Regions from separate parts of the Mus musculus genome. Here region 2 is linked to region 1. The links are chromatin contacts, called in public Hi-C maps. All regions are on one chromosome and are shown on one strand. The core of a region is the stretch at or near the end of the contact, and the rest is flanking DNA. Distances in the headings are between cores, read along the strand shown.

Region 1 (5,318 bases), core at 2,060-4,559:
TCTCTCTCTCTCTCTCTCTCACAAATGCAATAATAAAATTTTAAAATTAGAAAAAAACAAACAAACTTCAATCTTATTTCCACGTAACAGATTATTAGATAATTCAAAGGGTTTTACTCTTCTGTTTGAAGGGTTGGGACAGGCTCTCATCTTACACAGTTTAGCACAGGCTCTCTATATAGCTAAGGATGTATGGCCTTGAACTCCAGGACTACAGGAATGTGCTACCACCTCCAGACAGTTTTGTTATTTGTAGTCATATCATCTTTATAAGTTGCCCAAGGACAGAGGCCAGCTTTCAGTTCAGCTGTTCATGTGGAATCACAAACTACCCAACTGCATACTTTTGGCCTGGTTTTAAATTGAAAACTTGCTTTGTTTACATATAAGTTGATTTAAGGTAGAACAATTTTCTTTTAAATCTTTTAATTTTAATTTAAATCTGACTACAGAATTAGTAATACTCCTTTCCTTAAAAGTTCTCTCATATGGTTTTTTTTTATTATTAGGAAAATGTACAGATTTGGGAAATGTGTATTTTTTTTGCCTTTTAATTGATTCAAATCTCCTTGAATTCCATAAACCTTTGCACTGGGTATGTCTTTTCTCAGGGCCTCCATGCCTTTATGTGTGAAACAGCATCCGTAGATTCTCAGAATTCAGGAAGAATGTTTAAGGATTGCTTCCTGATAACAAAACCCTAAATTTACATTTCATGTTGAAATTCTAGCATGTCTTGGCTCACCTGACTATCTGAATAAAAGCCGAGGGAAGAGGATGGGAATTCCCCAGCCTTTCCCTGTTTCTAAGTCCAAGAAATGTTTCAGTTTCTAGCATGTTGAAATCAATAGAAACTCAAAATAAATATTTACTTACCTAAAGAATTTAATAAACCCTTTACTTCCTGTATTAGGAACCAGGATTGTACACAGAGGTCACTTAAAATGACTTTTTTTTCTGGATTAAACCTCTTTTTGTTTTTGGATATTTTCTTTATTTACATTTCAAGTGTTATCCCCTTCCCTGGTTTCCCCTCTGTAAGCCCTCTTCCCCATCTTCTTCCCCCTCCCCCTGCTCACCAACCCACCCACTCCTGCTTCCTGGGCCTGGCATTCCCCTACACTGGGGCATAGAACCTTCACAGGACCAAGGGCTTTTCCTCCCATTGATGACCAACTAGGCCATCCTCTGCTACATTTGCAGCTTGAGCCATGAGTCTCTCCGTGTGTTTTCTTTGGTTGGTGGTTTAGTCCCTGAGAGCTCTGGGGGTACTGGTTAGTTCATATTGTTGTTCCCTCTATGGGGCTTAAAATGACATTTTATACATAATCCCAGCAACAGTTTGGATTATTATAATGTTGGGAAATTTAAAGTTTGGAGTTTGGACTTTTGTACTAAAATAAATGTAACTTCTTTTAAATATGTAAATGAAGAGCTGAAGACAGCTTAGTGGCAGAGAACCTGCTTAATATGCAGGAGGCCCTACATTTGGTTTGATTCCCAACGGCATCAAAATGTGTGTGTGTGTGTGTGTGTGTGTGTGTGTGTGTGTATGCTTTTACAAGTGTCTCTTTGTATGAATGTGTATGAGTATGTTTAAGAGAGTCAATGTGAGTGTGTGTGTATGTGTGTGTAAGAGTGTAAGATGACTGCCTCTGTGTGTGAGTGTAAGATGACTGTCTCTGTGTGTGAGTGTATGTGTGAGTATAAGATGACTGTCTATCTGTATGTATGTGAGTGTAAGATGACTGTCTCTGTATGTGAGTGTGTGTGTGTGTGTGTGTGAGATGATTGCCTCTCTGTGTGTGAATGTATATTTAAGTGTAAGATGACTGTCTCTGTGAATGTGTGTGTGTGAGTGTAAAACAACTATCCCTCTGTGTAAGTGTGTGCATGTATAATATGAATGCCTCTATGTGAGAGTATGCATGTGTGAGGGCAAGGGAAATTTTAAAGGAGGAAGAGAATTTTTGTTGGCCCTCTGCAAGCCTTCCTTTCTCATTCACTGTGAGATCTCTCTTCATTTCCATTATTCCTTTTGCTTTTACTTTTGTAAAGTGAGCTTCACTGTGACATGTCACACACACTTGCATGTGTGTGATAGTTTACACATAGTGAGCTTTGTTGTGACAGGTCACACACACTTGCATGTGTGTGATCATCTGATCGCTCCTCCAACTCCTACTCTCCCTCCCACTTTCACTTCCCCTTCATTTTCTCATCTACCCACTTTCCTCTCATATTTACTGTCACGTCTTTGGCTTTAATCACTTCTGGGTGACTTTTCTATGTGTGCAGGTACGTGGCACAGTGCTTATGTGAAAGTCAGTGGACATCTTTGTGGAATCTGTTCTGTCCTTCCACCATATGGGTCCAGGGGATCAAACTCGGGGTGTCAAGTCTGGTACAGGCTCTTTAGCCCATTGAGCGTCTCACCAGCCTCTTTTTTTTATATGACCCAGTGAATTTCATTGTTTTTTGTTGTTTTGTTTTGTTTTGTTTTGTTTTACAGGAACTTGTGCACATTACCAGTAGCTACACCATTGAGAAAATAAATGTCTTTTCCTCCTCCACCCGCCATTAACGGCTTATGGATCCTGGAGATGAAGGGATCCCATGAGTCTCATTTCTCCCACGACAGGCTGGAGGGGTCCGATCTCCTGCCTGGTAATCTCATCCACTGTTTACACATTTAATCCCAGCACAAGAGAGGCAGAGGCAGCTTGATCTGCCTGTGAGGCTGAGGCCAGCTTGATCTACAGAGTGAGTTTCAGAACAAGCCAGGGCTACCTAGAAAGATGTTGTCTCAAAACAAACAAACAAATGAAAGAGTGCACAGTCTTTTGTATCCTCTTCACCTTCTCTGAGCTGTGGACAGTGTAATGGAGATGCCCCCCACTTCGATGGAAACTTCACCAACCACTTACTCTCAGCATTTTGATCACTTACGAGTCCCCGCTATTACTGATGCCCACTGTAGAAAGGTGCTTCTCTAGCCAAAGCTGACAGTGGCTGTTGTGTCCGGCCAGCGGCTCACATGTCTGGGTTCTGTTCTGGAAAGGCATCTTGGAATCTGGAAGAGAAGAGGGAGCTAGGCAGACAAGAGAAAGATGAAGCTAAGACAAAATTCTGATCAAAGCTCAATTTTACTAGTTCGTGCACCGAGTTATGAAGGAGGGGAAGGGGCCCGATTCCCGCCAAATCATCTTGGAGTAAGGTTACAGGTGAACAGGTGATACAGCTAGGTGGCAGGCAGCGGCAGTGGGAGTAGTAGGACGATAAGGCCGCAAGCTCCGCCCGATGCTCTCTAACACTGAAACCTGAGCAAACAAGTTTCAGGCTGGGGAGGGGAGGTTACAAGTGGCACCACTGGGTGGGGATAAAGAGTTATTTAGAGGCAATTTGATCAGCTCTTCATTTTCACTTGGCAAAGCAACAGCTGTAGGGTTCTCATTAGTGCCTATTACAACTCTAGTAATGGGCTTTTGATATGATTTACAGTACCAGACAGGAATTCTCCCCCTGTGCCATAGGCCTCAATTCCGTGAGAAAGCATTGATAGACCCCATAAGAAAGAGCCTTGCCCCTATTACACCAGCACATTTGTATTATTCTTACAGGGTCCACACTATAGCCCAGGCTGGCCTTGAACTCATGATTCACTTGCCTCCCAAATGTGTATGTTATTGGTATACTACTGGCATGGTCAAGGAAGTTAAGTCCAGAAGTTTTTGGAAGCCAAAAAGGTAGGAAAGGTTACGTAAACTAAGTTAGAAGCAAAGTTCACTGGTGCTGCATGTCAGAGGCTAGGCTTGGCTTCAGCTCAGAGTACAGACTACAGCATAGAACAGTGCAAGGCAAGGGTGCTGTACGGGGCTTTTCATTTGGACTGCTGAAGTCTTAAAGTGTGTTAAAGATAAATGCTGGGGCTGGTGAGATGGCTCAGTGGGTAAGAGCACTGACTGCTCTTCCGAAGGTCCAGAGTTCAATTCCCAGCAACCACATGGTGGCTCACAACCATCTGTAACGAGATCTGATGCCCTCTTCTGGAGTGTCTGAAGACAGCTATAATGTACTTCCATATAATAAATAAAATAAATCTTAAAAAAAAAAAAAGATAAATGCTGTTAGCAGAACTTGCTCTCATTTATGAGGGGTGCAAGCACAGATGACTGCAGAGTCAGAGAAAATTCCCCTGGGCCTGGACTTAACTCAGACACATGTGAGATCTCTCCAGCCCTCTTATAACTTCCCCATTCCAATTCTGACTGGGTGCTATGGGTCTAGGTCATTCAGAGATTCACCAGTCTGGCCACGAGGATATTTAACAAAGAAGAGACTTTTATTCAGGTGCTGGCATCTGTACCTGGTGCCAGAACTGTGTTCCAAGACCTGAGATATTCAAGATGTAGCATTTAGCCATATTATCCCAGGGCGTATAAAGAGAAAAACCATAGAATTATGTGACTTGAAAAAAGTCATCTTATATCTTGGGTATCCTAGGTTTTGGGCTAATATCCACTTATCAGTGAGTACATATTGTGTGAGTTCCTTTGTGAATGTGTTACCTCACTCAGGATGATGCCCTCCAGGTCCATCCATTTGGCTAGGAATTTCATAAATTCATTCTTTTTAATAGCTGAGTAGTACTCCATTATGTAAATGTACCACATTTCCTGTATCCATTCCTCTGTTGAGGGGCATCTGGGTTCTTTCCAGCTTCAGTAGTGTTGAAACTCTACTAACCACAGCTATATAGACTCACTGTTTTATAGGATCTGTGCCTAAAATTAAGCCTTAGTCTTTGGATGGAACAATTCAGTGCTACAGATGCCCTAAGTTAGATTGTTTTTTATATGAACTTAGGATAGCTGTAATTCTTTCTGGCACATTTTAACCACTTTCACTGCTAAGATGAGCATAAGGTCAATATGGTAGCAATTACCTGTAACCCCAGCGTTCAGATACTCAGAGTAGGGAGTTTGCCAGTTTGAGCCTAGCTTAAGCGAGTGCAGTGAGATCCTGTCTTGGGAAGGAGATGGGGCTTGAGGGGGCAGAGAGAAAGGCACAAATGGGATCTTAGCCTTGATCTTAGCCAAATCTGTAAGGAAAGGCCTTAATTCAGAGGCCGAGAGACCTTTCAAAAGTTACATAACTAGTTTCTAGATGCCACCTGCTAACGATTTGTTGAGTAAGATTGTTCAACATCTGTGGCCACATTAGTGACACTCTGTCCTCTCATCCTACAACCAGTGAGCAAGAGAGACGACACACAGTACACAGCAACGTTCTGGTTTTTCTGTCCCCATAAACTTCTA
Region 2 (4,818 bases), core at 600-3,099, 81 kb before region 1:
TATAATTTATATTTCCCTACATCCTTTTAGGTTATATTTTTGGAAACCACTATTTCTGCCCCTGTTTTCATGGATAGATAGATAGATAGATAGATAGAGAGAGAGAGAGATATAGAGAGATAGATATATGAAAACCTATGGTTGGCTTACCATTTTCATAAATTTAATCACAAACTTTTTAAAAACATTAAAATATATTGGTTCCATGGATTGCATTACAAAAATAACATATATGTGTATATACATATATATGAACATATAGGTATTCATATACATACATATATACACACTCATATATGACAAATTCCTTCTGATTTGCACTCTAAATTCAGCCTTGTGATTTCAATTTCTGAATGAACAATTACCATCAGCTCACAAAAGATCATCTAAGGGCAGAAAAAAGTTTTTTACATGTAAGTCTTAATACTAGATTTACCACAGTTAAACCTACATAACAATAATGTCCGAGATCATATCTGTTCTATGTCAAGTAACAGATTATATACAAACACCAAAGTATAACTTACATATATATTTTAACTCAAATAACTGATGTTAAAAAACCATGAAATCTGTGCCTATAGTTGGCTCACTATGTTCATAAATATAATCACCAACTTTTTTTTTATTTAGTTTATGTTTATGAGTACACTGTAGCTATCTTCAGACACAGCAGAAGAGGGCATTAGATCCCATGACAGATGGTTGTGAGCCACCATGGGGTTGCTGGGAATTGAACTCAGGACCTCTAGAAGAACAGTCAGTGCTCTTAGTCACTGAGCCATCTCTTCAGCCCCCAATCACCAACTGCTTTTAAAAACTGTAAAATACATGGGTTTCATGAATTGCGTTACAAAAATAGCTTAGACCTAGATGAATCTTTTTGGAAAATTTTACCAAGGAGAACCATCTTCAAGGCTCTTCTGAACCAGGGATAGAAAAAGGCATAAACCATCGGATTGAGGGCAGAATTCAAGTACCCAAACCAATACAGTGCGTCATTCAGAGAGGGTGGGATAACATAGCCCAGGAAAGGGTCCAGGACCGTGCAGAGAAAGAACGGGCACCAGCATACGAGGAAAACGCCCACCATGATCCCTAAGGTCTTCGCGGCTTTTGTTTCCTTGCTTTGTGGTGCTTGGCTTTTCCCTTCCAATCCAACTTGAACATTCGTACGATTGATTGACCTTGCTTGTCCTTTAGCTATGAAATATATCCTATAGTAAACAAATAACATAACAGATCCAGGTATATAGAAGGAAGTCATGAACGCCAGTACCCCAGATACTTTACTAAAGAAGGGAGAACAGCCGCCCAGGTCGCTGACCTGACTGCGATACAGCTCTTCCACTCCTTTTAAGTTCAGTTCCAGGAAGATCATCCCAAATGCATAAACAGCAGGAAGGCTCCAACTAACGAGGATCATCACAAGAATAGTGGAGATATTGATCTTGGCTTTGTATCTCAAAGGGTCACACACAGCACAGTAGCGGTCAATGGAAATGAAAGCTAAGTGGAAAATGGAGGCGGAGCTCAGCATGATATCGGTGCTGGTGTGAACTTTACAGAGGATTTCCCCAAAATACCAACAGCGCTCAACAGTTCTCACCATGCTGCAGGGCATTATCAGACAGCCCAGCAGAAAGTCGACAATGGCCATGGAGTGAAGGAGCCAGTTGGTGGGTGTATGAAGTTGCTTGAAATGGGATATGGAAATTATTACTATTAAGTTGCCAACCAGAGTGGCCAGGATTATGAGTGACATTAAGCTGTACAGGGAAGCTTGGACTTCTCTTGACCAGTCGCTGTTTCTGTGGGAAATGTTTGTGATAGCGTGGCAAAGATGCATCACTGCAGAGAACTAGACACAGGCTGGGCTTTCCCTCTGGCTGTTGAGCAATGCTTCTCCAGAACTCATAGTCAGGTTAGAATTCCACCTTCTTCTATTTTTATGGACACGTACCTGTCCCTGAAATCTGAGAGGAGAGAAAAGGAGAAGAAAAATGAGGAACCAGTCAGCAACTAACTCAGTCTTTTATACCATATTTCCACATTCTTGGTGAAGAGTATCTGCTTTGGAAATTTGACTTACAAGGTCCGTGTAATGCTTCAGTTTAAACCATGTTTAATACCTAGTTGGAGCTGGACATTCTGCTAAAATATAAAGCTCAGCATAAAATAAAGTCAGCACATAAAATCTCCATGTTCATAAGCCAAAGAGAGTCAAGTGATGACAATTCTGTATTTCCATCAAGGGAATAGACTTTGTCTGAAGGAAGACAGAATCTACATGTCAGAGTTACCTGAGCAGAAGGTAGATTTAAAAAAGCCTTTAAGTGTTTCCTGGGAGACATTTTTCCATCAATACTCTATCAACGTCATTCTTAGCCAACTTACTATTGTATTACCAAACTCAGTGGTCAGTCTTCCAACTACGTTTTGTCTGGGATCTCGTCATTTTTTTCAGATAGATCCTTCCTCTGGCTCCTGAGTCAGCACCCCTTACAAGTCTGGCACCTGACAAGCTGATGCCTTCGGTCCCAGCTGCTCATCTGTCCTCCCCCTCCCACAAGCCCCAGTTCCCTTCTGCACCTTCTCTTCAGACAGCTTCTCATGAGCGTGTGTAATCTGCAAGCCAACAAGTATAAAACAAGCATCTGCCTTCATCTTCCCTCAAAACACCAGAGTAGCTTCCTGCTTGCTGGAAGATATCACTCTTAATGTCTAGGTCAGGCTGTCTCTTCTTCATCATTTGCCCAAATCTTACTCTTTCTCTGACCTGAATGTCTTGGAAGTATGAGCTCCAGTTTGAGAGTACTTGATCCGGATCCTAGATGAAAGGATAAAAATGCTTTTCATGCTAGACTGATTATTGGAATTTGATTCCAGAAGCCAGGAAGTAAAAGGAGAGAATACTCCCAAGGTTATTTTAACTGGATGTATTTTCCATCACACACACACATACACACACACACACATACTACACACATATACACATGCACATACACACACACACACATACTACACACATATACACATGCACATACACACACACACATACACATGCACACACACACATATGCACACACATATGCACACACATACACATGCACACACACATATGCACACACATACACATGCCCACATACATACACACATGCACACATATGTATGCACACATACACACACATACACATGCACATACACACACATATGCACACACATACACACACACACATACACATATACACACACATACACATATACACACACATACACAAACACACACACAGAAAGAGAGAGAGAGACTGAGACAGAGCATGTATGCCCGCACTAACAACAACAATAATAATATTATAATAGCATTCCTCAATCCAAAATCTTGATGAAATTCTTTTTTTCTCATGCTAAAAATATCTACCTAATAAAAAATTATCTTGGCTCTTCATGGAAAATATATCTAAGACTAGACCACTTTTTATTTCTACTGATAGCCATTCTGATCCAAGCCACTTGTCAGATGCTAATGACATTTTCCCAGCTGGTTTCCATGGTATTTTCTAGTATCCTTACAAGGATACCAACCAAGGAAACAGCATTATTATGGAAGAACCCATATGTTAATTATATTTTCCCAAAATATTGACGTACTATAAAAAGAGTAATAACAAAAAAATATGTTCTCAGAACCAATCCCAAGCAGCCATGGGACCCACTCAGGGCTTAGAGGTTCAGGGAAGCTGTACAGTGATGTCCCATACCTGCCCCTGTTTTCTATTAAGACCATATTCATGGTGAAATCATGCTGCATCCATTGATCAACTTCTTATGGAGTCATTAAGCCTCTCATTCTTTCTGTTCTGAGATCTATTTTCATGTGGCTGGGCTATCACGGTCTTCCTGTGCTCAGAGAGAGGGCAACAGAGAAGACTACACGCAAGAACTTCTGTGGTTTATGCAAACTAGGTGACTTTTTTCATTACCATTCAAGTAGAGTTTTTGTGAAATTTCACAGCCTTAGAGGTGAAATCTAAGGAAGCTATGATAGATTTGTGGAATTTTTCACTAGTCAGAATACAAATAAAACTTCCAAAATCCAGGTATGATCATTTGGGGGACGACAACTCTGCTCATCTTTAAGACTTCGGAGGCTGAAAGGAAAGCTTTCTCCAAAGTTGTGCATTTATCAAACTGAACTCGCTTTTGCTTTATTCCTGACTCTTGATGTGTGCATCTAAGCTAAGAAAAGAGTGGATTGGTTCCCTGTTCACCATTCTTCATAGAAGGTGAAGATCATGAAGGAACTATATATAAGACATAGTTAACAGGTGGTATGGAGCAGAGGAGAGTGCTGTTCTCTGTAATCAAGTAGGGAAATTCATCATAAACTGCACCTGGGAGATAGCTCAGTGGTTAAAGCACAGCCTGGAGTTCAGATCCCAGAATGCACTTGGCTTACACTGGAGTCTTCCGTGGCTATTCCTCACTTCCAGCAGATGAGAGCGATGATAGTCTAATTTTTAGAGGTGAGTAGACTTCTTTTAAAATAATGTGGACCTAAAATTGCAACTAAACTTTGCCTTAATGCAAAGGCTATTGTTTTATGATTATTTATTGGTCTTAGATGAGTTATAAAATTCTGTGGACCAACAAATCGTATTGTTCTCAAACTTAACGTCAAATGTGTAAAGGCGGAGATAGTTATTGAACAATCAGTACCCATGAGAATCTAGGACTAGGCAAGTAGCACTCTTCCATGGGATCTTCATCAGCTCTTGCCTCCAGGTCCCTGCCCAGTGTGAGTTACGACCTAACATC

The links. Hi-C and Micro-C count contacts between places; a contact is called where the count stands out from the background.
Region 2: a contact with region 1 is called in a Hi-C map of liver, with 2.9 times the contacts expected there. The contact joins the promoter of Taar1 here to the enhancer-like site in region 1. A contact is called at or near these places in 7 of 39 promoter capture datasets (the 3T3-L1 cell line, embryonic stem cells, liver and 2 more), 2 of 484 Hi-C or Micro-C datasets (both in liver), 1 of 115 datasets of contacts at active chromatin or transcription factors (embryonic stem cells) and 4 of 9 other capture datasets (adipose tissue, embryonic stem cells, liver and 1 more).

The regions. Positions count from the first base shown.
Region 1 is chr10:23,837,587-23,842,904 of GRCm38.p6, reverse strand. No RefSeq gene overlaps it. Among named protein-coding and RNA genes, the nearest start is that of Vnn3, 11 kb to the left of the region's middle. Within about 2 kb of position 3,309, at least 22 of the 459 cell types and tissues checked have an H3K27ac peak or open chromatin away from gene starts, as enhancers often do. A contact at or near this core is called in liver, where this site is marked.
Region 2 is chr10:23,917,437-23,922,254 of GRCm38.p6, reverse strand. It overlaps Taar1 (trace amine-associated receptor 1), which reads right to left and starts at 1,849. Exons shown (of 1, transcript NM_053205.1): 1 at 851-1,849. The coding sequence starts at 1,849. The coding sequence ends at 851.